Regions from separate parts of the Triticum aestivum genome. Here region 1 is linked to region 2. Evidence: chromatin contacts called from public Hi-C data. All regions are on one chromosome and are shown on one strand. Each heading gives the region's core, a stretch centred on a gene start, on an enhancer-like site or on the middle of the called end of the contact. The rest is flanking DNA. Distances are from core to core; before and after follow the strand shown.

What was found. A called contact is a pair of places that touch in the nucleus more often than the background predicts.
Region 1: a contact with region 2 is called in a Hi-C map of leaf, with 9 times the contacts expected there. The contact joins the promoter of LOC123180562 here to the promoter of LOC123180561 in region 2. A contact is called at or near these places in 3 of 5 Hi-C or Micro-C datasets (all in leaf).

The regions. Positions count from the first base shown.
Region 1 is chr1D:100,084,761-100,089,479 of IWGSC CS RefSeq v2.1, forward strand. LOC123180562 (U1 small nuclear ribonucleoprotein A) reads left to right here and starts at 1,551. Exons shown (of 5, transcript XM_044592629.1): 1 at 1,551-1,781; 2 at 2,350-2,522; 3 at 3,229-3,322; 4 at 4,166-4,257. The coding sequence starts at 1,679.
Region 2 is chr1D:99,872,370-99,877,277 of IWGSC CS RefSeq v2.1, forward strand. It overlaps LOC123180561 (leucine aminopeptidase 2, chloroplastic), which reads right to left and starts at 3,190. Exons shown (of 10, transcript XM_044592627.1): 1 at 2,873-3,190; 2 at 2,347-2,785; 3 at 2,062-2,256; 4 at 1,537-1,762; 5 at 1,249-1,375; 6 at 1,085-1,180; 7 at 891-968; 8 at 540-600; 9 at 218-408; 10 at 1-45. The coding sequence starts at 2,932.

The sequences.
Region 1 (4,719 bases), core at 301-2,800, 210 kb after region 2:
GAAGTATACCACATTTTTAATGTCTGATGGTAGCTTAAAATAAGCATTGTGTGATATTTTTATTATCGGTACGGTTGTCTAAAGATAAAGTTGTTTCACTCGGTTAGCTGACTAGGATTCATGTCCCATATTTCAAACTAGCGCCCCAAAGAATTTTGTAGTTAATCGAATCATAATTTTGGTCATCATCAAATTTATTCTGTACCTACCAACTTGATTAATGATAATTGGTGTTTTGCTTTGCAGTGAAGCATATTATTTTCTTTTCTTCTGTTGCAACGCATGGACTGCAAAGGACATATGAAAGGCTCAGTATTTGAAAGCAATGAGACAACGAACAAAGCGGTTTTGTATAGAACAAATCAAGGTCTGTAGTTATGTTTTTGTTACCTTTGAAACTTGTACCAACAGCATAGGCCTTCAACATGACAACTTATGTTAAGTCAGCACCATCAAACTTTGTGTCCAACATCAAAGCCGCGGATAGAGTCTTGCCTTTCAGTTTATCTTTATCGTTTGCGAAATTGTAAACCGGAGATGGTGCTACACGCCTACATCCCAGTTGCTTGACCAATTGTGTTGCCAAAAAATCCAGCCTCGCGTCTCTTTGGATTCGTTGATGGTAGAGGCAACCTCCAACAACCAAAGCAATCAGGGAATAATGTTACGTCAGAAAATATTTTCTATTAGACAAACTCATGATCTCTCATATAGTAGCTCGGATGGTTAAATTGGAGCCACAAATTGCTGCCCAGCAACTTTAGGTTCAACTATTGTTCAATGTTCAGTAGTATGTATGCAAGTCGGTTCAGAAACTTCGTGTTTCAATATGATACTTTTTACTACATCTTTGAATTGACTTGAGATATTCTATTAGTGTAATCAAATGTGATATTTTGTTCAAGCATACCCACAAAAGCATGCACTTCTGATTTTTTTTCCTAAGCGGACGGCTTTTCTTTTGATATTACGTGACCAAGTGAAAATGGAACATAATTATACATTTTACTTGGACTCTAGCATTTTCTCCGTAGCGTTGCGCTACACATTACTGTATTCTCCCGTTGCAACGCACGGGCACTTTTCCTAGTAGAAATTAGAAAGAAGAAGAAGAAAAAGAGAAGGATGGAAAAGAAATGGCTAGGGTGCATGAAAAATGTTGAAAAATTTAATGTAGAGCGTAAGATTTATACTTAGCTCAACAAAAGAAGTTCCACCCAATATGAAAGAGTTGAATTCAAACTCACAAGTTAGGGCACACACAGCGGACTCAAAAAATGTATTTCATGTCCTACCTTATAAATTATTCTTTTGATTACACCTTTTCTAGTATATAAATTATTGCAATGTCAATTTAATTTGTTAGGATAAAATGGGTGTTTTTTTTCTTCCATTGCAACTCACGGACTCTTTTATACTACTAGTAACTAGTAAAGTCTCTAACCTAAAAAAGAATAACCTAAAAAAGAAGTCGCGCCCCCAGATCTGATGTTTGCCGAACCAACGAGCCCAGACGGCAAGCATCTTTTGAAGCGATATTAAGACATGAAGGCCCAACCCGAGAAAATAGAAGAGAAGGCGTCCCTCAGGAAAAAAAAAGAGAGCGAGAGAGGACACGGAGGGGTCCGGAGGCTAGAAAGAGAAGAAGGCTCTCGAGCGGCGGCTGCGCGACGAGGATATGAGCGGCGAGGCGGGGGCCGGCGGCGGCGGGGAGGCGAACGGCGTCCAGCCGAACGTGACCATCTACATCAATAACCTCAACGAGAAGATCAAACTCGAAGGTATCGCTCCCCTGCTTGAGCCCTCTCGCCTTCCTCCGCGCCCCCCTTGTCTAAACCCTAGGGAGATTCTCGCTGACTTCTTCTTTCCCGTGTAATGTATTTGCTACCTCTGGTTCTCCGTTGCTCCTCTGCGGTGGCCCGGTGGAAATCTCGGCGCTTCTCCAGGACCTAAAACACCTATAGGCCGTTTTGTCAGACACGTTGGTGCCCGCTAATGAAATTCCGTGTGTCATGCCCGGCTGGTTACTGGCGGGGGTAGTCGTTGTCTCGTGGAGTAGCGCCGCAGATATCTCGCGGATTAGTGGTTTAGCGTGTGCTCGTGTTAGAGATCTGGCGGTCTGCTTAATCCGAGGATAGTCCTCTTTGTTTGATGTACCGAGCTAATAGAGTTGAATCTGGGTCATGAAAGTAAGATTACGTTCTGGTTTACCGAACAAAAACATCAATTGCATACCCTGTACTGCATCTCTAAATTTTGAAGTCGTTACAGATTTCTGTTAAGCCTTATTTAGTTTTACCTTTTGGAACTGATGCAGCCAGCTAATATAATTTGCTCAATTCTTTACAGCGCTTAAGAAGTCCCTGAATGCCGTTTTCTCCCAGTTTGGGAAAATCATTGAGGTGCTTGCTTTTAAGACTTTGAAGCATAAAGGGCAGGCATGGGTTGTGTTCGAAGATGTTGCATCAGCAACTGAGGCTTTGAAGAGGATGCAAGATTTTCCCTTCTATGACAAACCCATGGTGAGTTTAGAGCTGAATTGGTGTTACAGCTTTGGTTGTCCCGTAAATTGATCTGATCTGATTGTTACTATATCCTTTTTCTTTTTAGATAGATATGTTACTATATCCTGTTGTTTGTAGTGTTGTTAGCCAAGCGTATTGGGTTTATGAATACCATCTCAACAGAAAAAAGAGCATCTGTACTGCTTGCAACTATGTCCTAATATTATGGTTTCTCTAATATAATCTACTCCCTCCGTCCGAAAATACTTGTCATCAAAATGGACAAAAAATGATGTATCTAAAACTAAAATACATCTAGATACATCTCCTTTTATTCATTTTGATGACAAGTATTTCCAGACGGAGGGAGTAGCATTTAAGCTTATTCAATTCTTTCTATTGAAGCAAGGTTTGTTCTAAACAACATTACTGCCTAGGTGGTCTATATCTAGCTTGTTTGTGCTTAGATGATACTCCGTACCAAAATACAAGCTTGTTGTGCTTAGTGTCAAAAAACGTCTTATATTTTGATACAGTTGTATATACTAGGTCTCTTACTGGGCATGTCTAGTCAATACCAAACTACGCTTGAGTTGTTCAAATTGCTTAACTAACTATTATTCACATGCACATATGTTCTTTCATCTGCTCCTTTGTATTGCATTTTGACTCCTGAAGCTGTACTATTTTTGTCACTCATAAAATCTTGTCTATTTGATTTCAGAAAATTCAATATGCCAAGACCAAGTCAGATGTTATAGCAAAAGCTGATGGCACCTTCGTACCTCGAGAAAAAAGGAAGAGGAATGATGAGAAACGTAAGATTCCGGTTAATGTGCATACCCCTTTACATTCGCGGTTTTACTTTGGCCCCTCGGAACTCTATCTTGATTTGCACTTCTTTATTTTGTTTGGATACGTGGCTTGTCATTTGTTAGCATATATTTTGTAAAACTTAACTGAAATATGTGCTGGAGATGGACTCTCTTGCACGTGGCCATGGATTGTTGTTTAACAGGTTAATAAATTGACTTGAGGAGGTATTGGTGTCACTACTAATACATTATCATAGTTTTCACTTTTCCTCTGCACATGTAGTGGGGCATACATTACTGCTAAAATGTTTAAAACAGCAAGAATCATACCTTTTGTGGTCCTTGATTCCAGTCTTCAGTCCCCCATTTAAACATTTTTCTTAGGTGGTATATGCAGATTTTGCAACTAAGCTCAATAGATGCACTCATTCGCCTAAAGAATTCCAGATTATCTAAAAGCAAAATTTCTTTTACTCTGTTCTTGCACTTCTACGAGAGTACCAGTATTAATTTGAATAGAAGCAAAAGATCAATAAAGCAGTCGTTGCCAGGTCTAAATATCAGATATCTGTTCAATTCACTGTATTTAGCTTTACACACTTTGACTCTTTGTTGATAGAGTTGCTTTGTACCGGGAGGTACTCCCTCCGTCCGAAAATACTTGTCATCAAAATGAATAAAAGAAGTATTTCCAGACGATACATCTTCTTTTATTCATTTTGATGACAAGTATTTTCGGACGGAGGGAGTACTTGTTTTGCTGTTTTTCTATACGAGCTTATGGCAACTTGGCATCCTTTTAAATTCACGAGCAAAACTTAGTTGCCTTATTCTTTGATAATGCAGCTGAAAAGAAGCAGAAGCGTGAGCAGCACCACGATGTTAACCAGGCTGGCGTGGGCATGCATGCCTATCCTGGTGCTTATGGGGCTCCGCCGGTAAGTGCTGTAGAATTGATTAGAAATGTTCTTATTTATTCATTTTCTGTTGCGTGGAGGTTTTTGTTGTTGCATATGGACGGTGGAATATGTTATCGTGACCATGTTTTTCAAGCTCCATTCTTCCTTGCTTTGTGTTCACATACACAATTTCCTTCTTTTAACTTCTTTGCCAGACATCCTGCCTGCTGTTTTGTCATTCTATTTTGGGGATGGAGTTTGTATTTCTGTGCAAGCCAGTGACTCCTGCTTGCATAACTAGATCATACCCCGCGCGTTGCTGCGGCATTCATAGTGTGAGCAATTTGGATTGAATATTAATGAACATAATTCAAATATAATATCAATAATAGATGTGTATGTATATGTACATTCGCTAATCATATAAGGTCACAATTAGTGGAAAAGGTTAGGGATAGAATTGTTCTTATTTGAAAAAAAGAATAATCATGCTATGTTTAT
Region 2 (4,908 bases), core at 1,940-4,439:
CCCAGCAACGTCGATGTGCATCCACTGAACTTTCTCATCGACAAACTACAACACGAGGAGCATTATTTTTTTTGTTTCATATAAATACATATTGTTTCTATATGGCCAAGCATACAGTATAACACAATGTTCAGGTTTCTTCCAAGAATCAGACCAGAAGTAAGAAACTGAACTGAGCATAACATCGACCCGATACTGTACATCATACTATACGCACCTGCTTCAGGAATAGCGCAGCGGTGATGACGCCGCCCTGTGGAATAGCGCCGGTGTTGAGCATATCAGCAACACCAGACTTCATCGTCTCCCAGTAGCTTTCTTCTAGTGGCAGCCTCCAGAACTTCTCTCCGGACACCTCGGATGCAGCGGCCACTTCCTCGTGGAGTTCATCGCTCGGTGTCAGAATCCCTGTAGAGATGCTTCTTTGAACATGCCAGAAAAGGGCAAGAACAGGGCAAGAACTAAATATAACTGGGAGAAGTAAAAAATTGCAGTTGGCAGAGAAGAGTGAAGATGGGTTAGCATTTAGTTAGAATTACCGGCAATGCTTGGGCCAAGTGCAACACGGCAGAAACCAGTTAGCGTTGCCAGATCTATAATCTGCATGCATTAATTATTGAAAATTCAGTAACTCAAGCAAGCTAGTTGCAGAAAATTCAGTCCATGCAGCCCTCCAGAGGCCCATAAGAGTACAGATTACCCTAGCAAATAAATTAGAAATCCCATGATGCTAGAGCAAGTAACCCGAGTACTATCAGGATTGCAACTACAGCAGAAATATGAAGTAGAGATTCTTGCAATAGTTCTACACAGCAATCATCAAACCATACAAATACAGCAGCTCTGTGACGAACAGAACATTTCATCAGAGGAAACAACCCACTATATACCTTGTCAACACCTTGTTTACAAGCATAGACCAAAGCATCAGCAAGTGTGAGCCTCCCCTCTGCATCAGTGTTATCTACCTGAAAAGATATTTACAAAATAAGCGCAAATTGGACCATTCGAACGTAGTAACATCTAGCACCTGCTTAGACTACATCACCAAAACGCCACAATCATACTATCACAAGAAACATGCCTCGATCGTCTTGCCGTTAGAAGCAGTCACAATGTCGCCAGGCCTCATGCCTGTCCCACTAATCATGTTTTCACAGGCAGCAACAATGAAATGGACCTGTGAAATGGGGAATCATTAGCAAATACTACACACTAGCATAAAGGTTACTCATAGATAGTAAGTACCTCTACTCCAGGAGGCTTGATTTCGCCCAGGGCTTTTGCTGCACCAAGTACTGCTGCAGAGCCTCCCATGTCCCACTTCATCAGTTCAATATTGCAAACTGCTCCAATCTTAATGTTGTATCCACCACTGCAACAAATGGGTAAATTCAAGGGTTAGAACTAAGAGCTAGTACTAAGCTCTGCACGAAATAAACTACCATTTGTGACAAAGCATACTGAAGATGACATATGAGCCTTCGAACAAGTATCATCCGTCACTGTAACAATTCACAATATATTTGCACAAACCTGTCAAAAGTTAGACCCTTCCCCACAATAGCTAGCTTTCTCTTGACATTTCCACCAGGAGGTTTATAGCACAAGTGGATAAAGCGAGGAGGGTTTGCAGAAGCCGCCGCGACAGCCAAGTAGGAGCCCATCTTCAGCTCTCTGCATCTCTCCTCGTCTAATATCGTGGCAGTGAATACATCACTGTACGTCGAAGCAATCTTCGACGCCTCCTCCGCAAGCACAACTGAAAATTTTGGATGCAGAGAAACAACAAGATTTTCCAAGCTCAGGCACATTCAACCAACTCATGGAAAAGAATTTCCTCAAGACAGATCTGCTACTCATCAAGCACAGAGTTAAAAGTAAATATTCAGACTTGTCGACAAGCTGGATTAAACTGTTGTATTATACTTGAACCTTTTGTATTTTGTTTTAATCTACGGTTTCGGTTAAAAAAAAGAATCAATGTTGTTACGACAACAACTAGAGTAGTATATATGAACAAGCTTGTAAATGACCGACTAAATTAAATGACCTACTGACCGGGGGTAAGCACATTGGCAGGTGAGTTCACAAGATCTTTTCCAAAAATCACCCCTGAGGAAACATAATTGGCTAGTTCAAGTCTACGGTCCACCTCCGGACCATATCCAAATCCAATGAGATGTACATGTTTGAGATGCACCTTGTTGGATTCAGATCTGTATCGGTTGTCCTCGTACAATCCGAGCACAGTTCCTGCAGTCGAAATGGATCGACAGAGACCATCCAGCATCAAGTCATTGTAGTGCAAAATTCAGCCATAGGACCATGCTACCAAATACGTACTACAAAGATCGATTGCGGTACCGGAAGCGATTGCTGCGGCTGCATTAGGCTTGAACTCCCCGTGGATCCCGCCGGGGGAGGCGAGAGCAAGAGCTGCGCTGCCGGCTCGAGCGGACTTGGCGACCGACGCGAAGGATTCACCGAGGCCCCGGCAAGCCGCGGCGGTGAACGGGGCGCTCCGACCAAGGCCGATCAGGCCCAGCCGCTTGAAGCCCTGCCCCTGGAGGCGGAGGACCACCAGCTGACCGGCTTTCCCGGCGAAGTCCTCCTCCGCCGAGGCCTCCGACAGTAGGCCGCCGAGCTGGCTGTCCAGCCGCTTCAGGACGGCGTTCTCGAAGCTGGAGCATGGGCTTCTGCACAGGTCCTTCTCCGTGACCGCGACGGCGAGCACATCTCCCTCCCAATCGGATGGTTCGATGCCTATGGCGGCGAAAGAGACCTACACGAAGAGAGGCTGGCATCATGCTTGCCTAGTTCGTCAAGTAATTTCAGTTCAGAGCGCTGCGCAAGGAGCTCGCAAGCATACCTGGAGCGGCTCGACGACGTTGGGCTTAGTGAGGCCTAGCGCGGCTGCGGTGTGCGCCATTAGAGCGCGCTGCCTGAGCACCTGGCTGACGGTGCCGAACGACGACGACGGGCGGGGGCGGCGGACGCCATAGGGTGAAGCGGAGGCGACTTATATGTATGATGCGTCGTTCACAACAAAAAAATGTATGATGCGTCGGCCGCGGTTGCGTTCGCCGCCGTCCGACTGGGACGTGCCGTTGCATGCGTCAGCCGTGCCGGATTAGTCTTCGGGAGACGAGACGCCCGAGGCTCACCGGAGTTGTCCTTTCAACGCCGATGATTGCATTGCAGGAAATTTGTATAAAATTGGGAAAACTCTTTACATTGCCCGATTGATTTAGCGTTTTCATAAGCCGTCTCGAGCGATTGACACGCGTCTCGTGGGGGACCTACCCACCGCCCACCCCACAGTCCTTATCCTCTTCTCTGGACCCAGTCATCGCCTCCCTCTGGATCCACCTACTGTCCTCTTTCCTCTTCCCTCTGCAGTTTTCCTCTCTTCTCTTTCCCAAAGGCTCCCCTCATGGCCTCATCCATGCCCCACCACCCCTGGCCGGCGGGAGCTGCTGCTCATGGTGTGGGCGGCGACGCTGGTCCTGCCGGTGTTGCAAGAGCCGGTGGTTCTCCAACCCACCTCGCCGCTGCAGTCGTCGTTACTGTAGGCGAGGGGCGAGCTGCGTGCTCACCAGTGCTTCAATAGAGACGCCGGGCGCGCTCGCCGGCGACGCTTGCTACAGAGCAACGCGGGGAAGGTGCGGTGCTGCAGTCGGCTGACATAAGGCGGCGACGAGATTTCGGCGATGACGTCACTGCTGCATCCCATGCTTCGTCTCGACGCCGGTGTTACAACGAGCTTCGCCGGAGCAGTTGGTGCTGCATTGGAGCTCGGACGGGGTTGCAACGGAGATTCGCCAGAGCGGTTGGTGTTGCATTGGAGCTCCGACGGGGCTGCAATGGACTTCGCCGAAGACGTCGGTGCTGCGTTGGAGCTCGCCGGAGTTGCAATGGAGCTTTGCCGGAGTCGTCGGTGCTGCGTTTGAACTCCGCAGGGCTGCAATGGAGCTTGGCCGGACGCCGTCGGTGCTACCATGCGAGCTACAATGAAGCTTTGCTCTCTTTTTTTTTGAAAAAAATACAATGAAGCTTTGCTGAATGCGATCAGTGCTGCGTTGAAGCTGTCGTAGGCTCGGTGCTGCCCTGGGGTCGGTGCAATCAGACGTCTAGAATAAGTCCAAGGCATACCCTCAATCGTCCAAGGACCAAGCAATCACACGAGGCACGACACCGAGATTTGTTAACGAGGTTCATCGATATGGCTATATCCCCGGGGCCTGATTATGGGCACTCCTCCCCATGATACCGCTACAATACTGCACCCAGTCGCTCTGGACGCCGGCACATGCCGTCGGTTTCCCCTGCGTTCCTGTGCTGTTATGTTGTCATAGGTTATATCGTGTGTCTACCCCCACTATTTATGAGAGGCTTAGAATACAAATATCCTACTAGGACACGACTCCATATCCTATCTAAACACCAATACTACTCGGAGTCCAACTGTAACCTACCTCGTACACTATATTCGACACAACTCCAACAAACTCCACCTTGGCGAATATTCTCCACCACCTTGAATTCATCAATGCGTCAAACTTCCACGTACATTGGACTTGAATTTATCCCATGAGTACCGCTGCTACTCCAAAGACTCCATATGACTCCACCTGCAACTTGCAGTCCCTTCTTTTCTTGACCACAGTCAACACTTGAGCAAAATTAAGTTCCTTGTTACTCTAGTTTGTGCTCCCAACTTTCAGAGTATCCGTCAACGCCATCACACATCGATCACTGACCTGCGTGAAAGTGAACAACTCACATATTGGGTGTCACACATAAGAGTTACCTGAACTCAACATCACCGCTCCTTTCTTGACCGCCTGTCTGAAACTTGAAGGAATTTTACCATTGCTTGTAGTCATCCCGAGTCAAATTCGCAGT